Linked DNA regions of Podarcis muralis: region 1 is linked to region 2. The links are chromatin contacts, called in public Hi-C maps. All regions are on one chromosome and are shown on one strand. The core of a region is the stretch at or near the end of the contact, and the rest is flanking DNA. Distances in the headings are between cores, read along the strand shown.

What was found. Hi-C and Micro-C count contacts between places; a contact is called where the count stands out from the background.
Region 1: a Hi-C map of tail shows a contact between it and region 2, with 2.8 times the contacts expected there. The contact joins the promoter of LIAS here to the promoter of PDS5A in region 2. A contact is called at or near these places in 2 of 3 Hi-C or Micro-C datasets (blood and tail).

The regions. Positions count from the first base shown.
Region 1 is chr9:60,813,200-60,817,932 of rPodMur119.hap1.1, reverse strand. It overlaps LIAS (lipoic acid synthetase), which reads left to right and starts at 1,983. Exons shown (of 11, transcript XM_077934381.1): 1 at 1,983-2,117; 2 at 3,694-3,866; 3 at 4,016-4,109; 4 at 4,540-4,620. The coding sequence starts at 3,793. RPL9 (ribosomal protein L9) reads right to left here and starts at 2,052. Exons shown (of 8, transcript XM_028745257.2): 1 at 1,957-2,052; 2 at 533-585; 3 at 286-401. The coding sequence starts at 578.
Region 2 is chr9:60,647,047-60,652,272 of rPodMur119.hap1.1, reverse strand. PDS5A (PDS5 cohesin associated factor A) reads right to left here and starts at 3,439. Exons shown (of 34, transcript XM_077934377.1): 1 at 3,345-3,439; 2 at 1,860-2,030. The coding sequence starts at 3,359.

The DNA.
Region 1 (4,733 bases), core at 734-3,233, 170 kb before region 2:
AAGCAGCTCGGAGATGAAGTTTGTAAAGAAAAAAATTGGAAAGGAAAGGATTAAGTCCCTCCTCCCACCTACTGGTTTTCCACAGCCAACTGCCCCCTTGGTGCAGTGCTTCACAAACTGACACATCTACCAGCAAACGTGAAATTCTAGCCATAGAACCCAGCAACCATTACTGAGAATACAAAGCTAACATGGAATCTGAAAACATTGCAGAGGGCCAACAGCTTCCCTTGTCAGCAGAAACATGATATACAGTACCGCTCACAATACCCACAAATTGCTCACCTTCTTGCGTTTCTTTCCCAAGAGAGAGAGTTCCACATTGATATGATTAAAGTCCCTTCGCAGGGTTCCTCTGGGGCCCTTGACAATAACTGTCCGTCCCTTCAAACGAACCTCGACTGGATGAAGATAATTAAACATTAGCACAACATACAGCAACTTCAAGTGATAAGAACATTAAAGATTTTGGGGTATTGGGGGGGGTGTGAGGCAGTACCAAAAGTAAAAACATCCAAGTGGATGCACATACCTTTTTCTGGGATGTCGACCGTCTGGTTACTGAGAATGGTCTTCATTTTAAATCTAACAGGAAAAGCAAAATGAAAAACTTCAGGTTTAACATGATACTGATATCACCTGGACCACACCCTTTGCAACACCCTTGTGTTGTGGCTTTAACATCAATTTAGATCAGTGGTGTCCAAACTTTTTTCAAAGAGGGACAAATTTGATGAAGTGAAAGGCTGTGAGGGCCAACCAAAGTTGTTAGGATTTTTACCCCGAAGTTGTTGAGCTTTGGATTGAAGTTGTTTAGGTTCTTTTAGAATTTTACCCCAGGAAACAAACTGCCACAGAGCACCCCCAAAACGGAGAAATATTACTAAAACTATTATGATCAACTGCATTGGCCCCGCAAAAGATTTAACCCAGAGCTTTCCAAACTTTTCACGCTGGTTTCACACTTTTTAGACATGCATCATTTTGTGACAATGTAATTCAGTTTTACTAGCAAACTGGAGGTTAAGCCAACCCCTTTCCATCGCTGGAATGAGTGCAGGGAGCGTTCGTGCGACACACCAACACACTGCAGCTAACACACTAATTTGTTAAGACAGTGCTTGGAAAGTTCTGCTTTAACCAATACTTCCCCCTGCCACCATCACTTCCCACTCCTATTACCAATCTCAAAGGCCATATAAAAAGCATGCTCCTCTTCACACAGTGCTTATACCAGGGGTGGCTAAGCTGTGGCACTCCAGATGTTACTAGCATGTCCAATGGCAAGAGATAATAATGAGAAGTGCAGCAACATTCAGACAGCCACCCTGGCTTAAACTTTTCCTAGGCCTAGCGAGAACTCCCTGGCATGACAAAAAAACCCCACTATATATTATTGCAGAAGGCAGGAAGCAAAACCGGCACTTTCAGCTCTGGGAAACCTTAAAGTAACGCTGCTGAAGCAGAGAGCCTGCAGCCTTTCTTGGCCTTGGGTCCCTAGACCTCGTTGAACTACAACTCCCATAATTCCCAGCCAGCACAGCCAGTGGAGAAGCGTGACGGGACTTGTAATCCAACATAAAAAGCAAGGTTGAGAAAGCAGCCGTGCAATTTTGCGCTGAAATAATCTCTGCCACGAAAGCAGCCTTCTTAGGGGCGCGCCGTAAAAACGAGGACCCCCCCCCCGCTTCACCCGGCATCAGTTTACGCAGGCGCACACGAAGCCGGGGCGCGCGAGAGAGACCAAAGCCGTTGAGGGGAAGGGGGGGCGGCTGCTTCTAGGCCTCCCTCTCAGGAGCCCCCGCCGAACCCAACCTCGGAGCGACGCCCGTTTCATTCTCTGAGCCCTGCCCGCGGCCTCCGCGGGGCGCTCGGGGCAAGAGGCAGCCGCGGCGCCCCGGATGGAACCGGATACCGCCCCTCACCTCGCCAGGAAAAAAGAAAGCCGGGCCTCACCTCCTTGTTCGCGGAGAGGAGGAAAGGAAGAGCGTCGTACGTCACCACGGTCTTGAACCCCGTGCGGCGTGACGCCAGCGCGTTCCGCGGGGTGGGGCGTCAAGGCGCCGGAAGGCGACAGCAATCGTCTCCGAGCCCAAACGGCAGGAGGAAAGGGGAAGGTAGGCGAGCGCCGAGTACATCGAGCCTGAGGAAGGAGTCGGGGTCGAGACGACATGGCTCTGCTCCACCTAGGCTTCCCCCGGGAGAACCTGAGGAGGCTGACGTCACTGGGGAGGCTGGTGAGCATATGGGGGGGAGGAGGGATAGGCTTGTGTGTAGCCCTTTTCCCTGGTACCTTCCCTCTGGGAGAATCCCTGCCCCCAATATTATCATTTATTTACTTGCTAATGGCATTTATAGGCCACTTTTAACACCCCCCCCCAGGAGCGGAAGGCGGTTTGCGTGGTTCCCCTCCTCGCACATCAACCCTGCGAGGTAGGCTAGGCGAAGGAGCGATTAGTCATTGGCCCGCAAGGTCGCCCCCAGCGAGCTTCACCGCCGAGTGGGGATTCGAACCCTGGTCTTAATAATAATAATAATAATAATAATAATAATAATAATAATAATAATTTATACCCCGCTCATCTGGCTAGGTTTCCGCAGCCACGCTGGGCGGCTCCCAACAAAACACTAAAAACACAATAAAACATCAAACATTAAAAGCTTCCCAAGAAACCAGAAGCATTCCTCCTAGGAATTCTAGATCAAGATTTAAAAAAAGAAAAATGGAAATTATGTATGCAACAACAGCGGCAAGAATTATATTAGCACAAGCTTGGAAGACAGAAGAAATAACAGCAACAACAACAACAACAACAATAATAATTTATTATTTCTACCCCGCCCATCTGGCTGGGTTTCCCCAGCCACTCTGGGCGGCTTCCAACAAAACACTAAAATACAATGACCTATTAAACTGAAAGCTTCCCTAAACAGGGCTGCCTTCAGTGAAATACCAACAAAAGAACAATGGCAAGGGAAACTTATGGAATATGCAGAACTGGCAAAATTAACAGATAAATTACATGAAAAGGATAACAAAGATTTTAAAAGAGAATGGGAATCATTTACAACATATATGAAGAGACATCATAAAGAATTGGACTCACTGGCAGGGTTTGAATAAACAAAAACAATTGTATATAACAAAAAGTAAGACTATATGTATTGGGAAAATTTTGAGAAACAACACGGAGGGTGAGTAATTTGGAAATAAAACAAAATGGGAATATGAGGGAAGTCCAGGTGAGGGGGGAATATGGAAAATTGTTAGAGAATATTGTTAGAGGATCTATACATGGAAAAACCAATAATTATTATTTTTTTTTAAAAAACTTCCTTAAACAGGGCTCCCTTCAGATGTCTTCTAAAAGTCAGATAGTTGTTCATTTCCTTGACATCTGGTGGGAGGGCGTTCCACAAGGCGGACGCCGCCACCAAGAAGGCCCTCTGCCAGGTTCCCTGTAATCTCACTTTTCACAGTGAGTGGGTTGGACTAGATGACCCTTGTGATCCCTTCCAACCCATGATCTACAAATTCCAGCTTCTGGATAAAGCTTTTATACCTCATTAGTTGGAAATAAGTGCACAAATATAGCAGGGGACAAAGCTGTGTTGTAACTTTTGATTTAAAAAATTAATAAATTATTTGGAAATGTGTTATTTGGAAATAAAAGTGCATATGCTTTTTCCTAGACCTGTGAAAGCAATCGGCACAAACAGTGGAGAGCATCAAGCTCATTGCCAGAGGAGCAGAAGGGACTTTTGCAAAATGGACCTGATTTGCAAGACTTTATGTCTGGAGAACTTTCAGACAAAACAAAGTGGGCAGACTATAAAGGCGAATTAAAGCGTCAGAAAGGAGAAAGGTATTTAAAGCAACTTAATTACCTCATTAGAATGAGTAGAACGATGTGTTTACAAAATAGGTCAGCTGTGTGGAAAGTCAGTTAATTTCTCAGACTTACAAACATTACCTGCTAAAGCAAAATAAGTACGGCTTTTGGTTTTTTTATAGGCTGCGACTTCCTCCATGGCTGAAAACTGAGATTCCAATTGGAAAAAATTATAACAAATTGAAGAATTCGTTGAGAAATTTAAATCTCCACACGGTAATTCTAATGCCTGTATTGTACTAGATGATTTACTGTGTTGTTGAGTGTTGTTTATGCAGTTAAAGTTCCCATCATAGGCACACTTAGTTAAAAGTAAATTCCTTTGCAGTGGACTTGCTTCCGTAGGTTTAGAGCCCAGCTGTTGTGTTTATGACTTTTCTTTTGTTTCCAGAGAGTTACAATAGCAGCTTGCACTGGAGTAGTTATCACATTGTTTTCTTTGTCATTGAAACCCTCCCTGAACAGCTTGAGAGCAGACCAGGGTTGTACCAACATGCAATACCCTCATTGGGTATTGCCATGTGAAATAATTTTCATTGTAACAGTAGTACTTACCTCATCATTAGCTTTACAGTGGTGAGACTCCTTGTAGCCAATGCACTTTATGTCCTTCTCACAGTGTTAATAACTATTTCATTGCCTGTAGGTGTGTGAGGAAGCGCGTTGTCCAAACATCGGAGAGTGTTGGGGAGGGGGCAAATATGCTACTGCTACAGCGACTATAATGGTAAGCTGACCACTGACAACTGATGGTCTTATTGGAAACAGCACATCAAAATTGTCCCATATTTGTCTTGTGTATTGTTGTTGTTGTTTAGTCGTTTAGTCGTGTCTGACTCT
Region 2 (5,226 bases), core at 2,190-4,689:
ACTTCACCAGAAAACTCCCCCACTTGTCCAAAATTAGTATGGAAACCAGACAACATGCCAAAGATACTGTAAACTGTTGAAGAGTGGAAGAGGATCAGCATTAGCAACAAGATGATACAAGAGCTAAACTTCAGGGCCACTTTCAAGAGACATGCAAGCACAGTAATGCTACCTAGTTAAAGTGTCCAACTACAACATTAACAGAAGATACTGATAAACAATAGCTACAATATGAATGTAAGACCAACTGTCATTTTAAGCATCTGTATTTGCTCCAGCTTTGCAGACTATTCTGTTACAAGTTAATTTAATTGTTTAAAAGGCGGTCAGGACAAACCCATGGTTTCTATTTTGAAATATACTTATTTGGGATTAATTAAAACCAAACTGAAACATACAAACTACACATTTCACTGTCATGTAATCTGTAACTAATGACAAGATAGTGTTTTCTCTTCCGTTTGCCACAACTACCTCATTGGCAGCTCTCTCAAAACTTTTCAGAATACAGTATGGGCAAAACAGAATTCAAGCAAAACTTCAAATGATGGTGCCGGGGTGAAACATATTGGTTTCCTTCTAATATAGTATTAACTATAATATAGTATTAACTATGACAGCACTTGGATATACATGAACTACTACCAAAATCCTGACCAGACAACTGTGCAAAGGGAGACATTACCATGATGACATAATATACACAGTGTTTGTTTCTTATGGCTATTGCAGTCTTTCACTGTTGCAATGTAAGAATAGACTCACATTAAAACTACAATCAATAAATAAATCTACTCACAGTGTGTTAATGAAACTGACATGTTGCCTTCCCAGAACCCTAACGCCTGAAAGTTTCCCAGAGCTTGTAGGTCCAGAGGACTACAACTCAATTGCCCAAACCACTGTCAATCTTTCCCTTCTTAGGGAAGCAGAATGCTTACATGTCCAGTTGCCTTGATAACCAAGCTCATGCATCCCTCTTCACTGGAGCTAAAGGCTCCACTGGATTGCATCCTGGTTGACATAAGAACCAAGACCCTGCTTCCTTACCAACATTCCTATGGCAATCCATCAATGATCTTTCCTTTAGCCTTTCAATGAATGATCTCACCCTTACTTCCCACTCTCTTTAGTGAAGTGTGTGACATCCCAACACCAAACAGGCTTTTGCAGAAGGGGGGGGGGACGCTACAAAAATAAGCAGGAAGATTCATTGTTCACCTTCCCAATATTAACTGCAACTGATCAGAAACTTTGGGAAGAGTAGCTGTCATTGGCAAGGCTGTGAAGAGATCTGTGGAGCCCCAATATATGATTCAAGAACATCTACATTCAGCAATTACTTCCTTAGATGTGACAGCATATAAAGCATTCCTAAACGTATCCCATCAGCATCTCAAAAGATTATAGTGACTTTGTGAAAAACAGCTATTTTACAATCAACAGGAACTAGAGATAATTTTATGTAACAGTTTGTCAACCAAGCAATGCTTGAGCTATGCCACATTTCTGAAAAAAATAGAACAAGAGTTCTTAAAAGTTATATAAACAGTCTCCTCTCGCCTTTAAACTTTAGAGATTTTTCTACTAGCTTTAAGGATCATAAGTGTCCTATCTCCAAAAAATCATACTGGCATCCCACAACACTCTTGAAAATGAAAGTAACGCTGCAGATGCAAGAGTAAAACAACAGCGCAATCCTTAAGCAACAAAGCAAGATGAATCACTGTGACAATAACATCTCAAATCTTTCGCTTGCTCAAAGCCAGTAAGACAATGGGTGGGAGAAAGAGCAATGGGAAGAGCGCAGAAGAAAACCTGATGAAGGGTGTATTTTAAAATGAAGAACAACATCTTACCTTCAAACGTTTGACTACTTCATCGTTCGTTATTTTATCTGTGATCTCCTTAACTCCAGGAGGGTAGAAGATGATTTTGCCGTCGGCAGGAGGCTTTGGTTGGGTGGATGGGAAATCCATCCTAGTGCTGCTGGTTATAAAGTTTCCTTCTCCACAGTCCTCTACCGGCCCCTATCGGTCAGAAAACAAAAGTTCAGCGGAATAGAGGCGACTTTCCGAACCTTTTTTCCCCTTCCCTCCCCCATTTCTAAACCTCGATTCAAAAGAAGGCCCCTGTGTTTCGCAGCGGCGAGGCCCAGGGCTTAAAGTCCGCCTGACCGGGGTCTCCCCGGATCCCCACGCCAGGTCCAGCCCGGCGCTCTCCCTCCCTTCCCCTTTCATTGGGCGGCTGCTCCGAAGCCCAACACGATTACTTTGGCTGCCTCGCGGTTCACAATGAAATGTTAACATTTTTTAAAACAAAAAACAAAAAATAAAGAAAAGACGGAAAGATCGCCTCTCCGCGCCCGGGCGAGAAACGGGTCTGCGGAGAGGAGAGAAAAATAGAGCCGATCCCGAGACAGGCACTTCTTCCACCGAAGCCAGGAGGCGAGGCCTAAACAGTTAGGCCTCAAAACTATCAGGAGACGGGGAAGCCGACCGGAGGAGGAGGAGGAGGAAAGGGAGTCAGGCGGAGGGGGGACCCCGAAAACAACGCAGCCCCAGCCGGCCACCCCATATTCCCCCCGCCCAGCCAAATCTTAAAACTCTTTCCCTCCCTGGCCGGGCCTGGCCTCCCCGCCTCAGGGACGGCGCTGCTTCCCTCAGGGGAGGGCGCAGGCCACTCTCCATCCACTTCTCTCAACTTCCACCTCAGGACCCCCTCCTGCAGCCCCTCGCCTCGTGTGAACGCCCGCCTCCGGCCCAGAGGGTCTTCCCGGCTGGTCGAAACGCGCCACGCCGGCGGGGAGAGCCGGGGAGGAAGGCGATGAGCAAGCGGCGGCAGCGGCAGCAACAAGAGACCCGGACCCCAGGGGCGGCCGCCTCGCTCTCTGGCTCGCCCGCCCGCCTTTTTTTTTACCTCATGCAGCTCCGGAAGGTGCAGCATCGAGCGGCCTCCGGGGGCGGCTGGAGCCGTGGAGGGAGGCGCGGGAAGGGGCTGCCGCTCTCGCTCCGAAGACGACGACGACGGCCGGCGCCCTGCCTCGGCGACTCGCTCGCCTTCCCTCCCCCCACCGCGGCGGCGGCGGCGGCCTCAGTCCCGGCGGCGGCTGCTCAGGCTCTCAGGGAAGGAGGGCTCGGGCAGAGCGTGCGCCTGGCTCGGCCGCCTCGCCCGCGGGGAAGCAGCGCCGCTCCCTGGCCGGCCTGAGGAAGAGCAGCCCAGGAGGAGGAGGAGGAGGAGAGTCGGCCGCCGCCGCCCCCACTATACCGGCTTCTCCGAAAACCGCCTCGCGTTTCCGCGGAGCCTGAGGGAGCCCAAAGGTGTGCGGCTCTGCCTGTACCTACCCGCCGAAGTCCCATGCCGACGACCGGTTTGCCCTCACGGTTTGCTGCTCCCGGGTCGTGCGCGCGCGCGCTGGCGCCGAAGGCTGAGGCAACTCGTTTGGCGCCAAAACCAGGCGCTGCCGTGAGGCGGCCCGCAGCCCTGTAGGAATAGCTGGAGGGGCCAAGTGCGCCTCTTTTTTTAGATATATAAAAATTTATTTACTTGGTTTTCAGATTAAAGTCTTAAAATCACATAGCCAACATACAAGATTCCAAATAATCTCCTCCTCCCCTTTGTGGGTCCTATTGTTAATCATTTCTCTCACATCTTTTATGATGATCCAAATCTTTGACATCTCCCCTTATGTCCAAAATTCACAAGTGTTCCAGTCCCACTAACGGTTTTACGTGTTTACGATGGTTTTTAAGATAAATTATAAACTTTCCCCATTCCTTATTAAAATTTTGTTTCTTGTAAAAGTTGTTGCTTTTTCAACTCTTTCTTTCTTTTGATATGCATTTTGTTGGATGAAAAAGCCCCTCATCACTGCTTTACTTGCATCTCATACCACTTTCAAGTTTGTCTCCTGATTCAAGTTAATTTCAAAATAATCTCTTAATTTCCCCCCTTCTTTTTAAAATTTTGGTCTTCCTGATTTTTTATTCTTCCAGTCATTTTTGCCATTTCGCCATCATCCATCAACTTGATCTGCCATTTTTCTCTGGTCAGGTCTTTATCTTCTTTCCATCTCTGGGCCAATAACATCTGTGGTTGCATACATGAATAGTCTTTTCTGCTTACTTGCGATTTCAGGACCTTGGATTCCTAAAATAAAGGTTTCGGGTTTTAGAAAAAGTTATTTTCAAGTATGCCTCCTTTTTACCCCCAAAGTGTACTTTAAACAAGGTTGTGAAAGCATCGCTGACACGCTATGTTTCCGAGTGTCGCTGCTATATATGCTCTCCCTTAGTTGGGGTCAACTGAGCAGGATCCGGCCGTTTTCTCTCCTGAAAGCGGCTTTCTTATGCTTTGTTTTGTTTTTAAGGCTGCTGCAATATGTTATGTGCAGAGTGTGTGTGTCCCTGTGGAGCTCAGTGGGATTTATTCCAGAGTAAACCACTGAATCATGTTCAAGATGGAGGGCCATCCAATTGCCTCTGCAAATGCGACATTATTGCTTGTGTCCAATGCTAGGGCTAGTCTAGAATAGACCCGTTGAAATGGAGAGGCTTCATGGGCCCATCAGTTTGAATGCAGCTATTCTGAGTATAAAGTACTGTAGCTGAATATACCCCTATAGGTGTATGCACTATATACCTCTATATAAGGTAAAGGTACCCCTGCCCGTACGGGCCAGCCTTGACAGACTCTGGGGTTGTGCGCCCATCTCACTCAAGAGGCCGGGGGCCAGCGCTGTCCGCAGACACTTCCGGGTCACGTGGCCAGCGTGACAAGCTGCATCCGGCGAGCCAGCGCAGCACATGGAACGCCGTTTACCTTCCCGCTGGTAAGTGGTCCCTATAGGTTGGCAGGCGCTGGGACCGAGCAACGGGAGCGCACCCCGCCACGGGGATTCGAACCGCCGACCTTTCATCGGCAAGCCCTAGGCGCTGAGGCTTTTACCCACAGCGCCACCCGCGTCCCATATACCTCTATATACACCCAGTTGAATACACGAAGGGAGATGGAGGCATAATAAAATGAACTCAGTATTCAGGCAAGAATGTTACTTGCCCCAAAATGAAAAGAAGCAGATGTCCAGCAAAGGAAGTATGGATACAAAAACTTATGGAATATGCAGAAATAGCGAAAATGACTGGAAGAATAAGAAATCAAGATAACTTTTTTATATATAAAAGAATGGAAATGGTTTATTGAATATTTACAGATAAATCGTAAAGA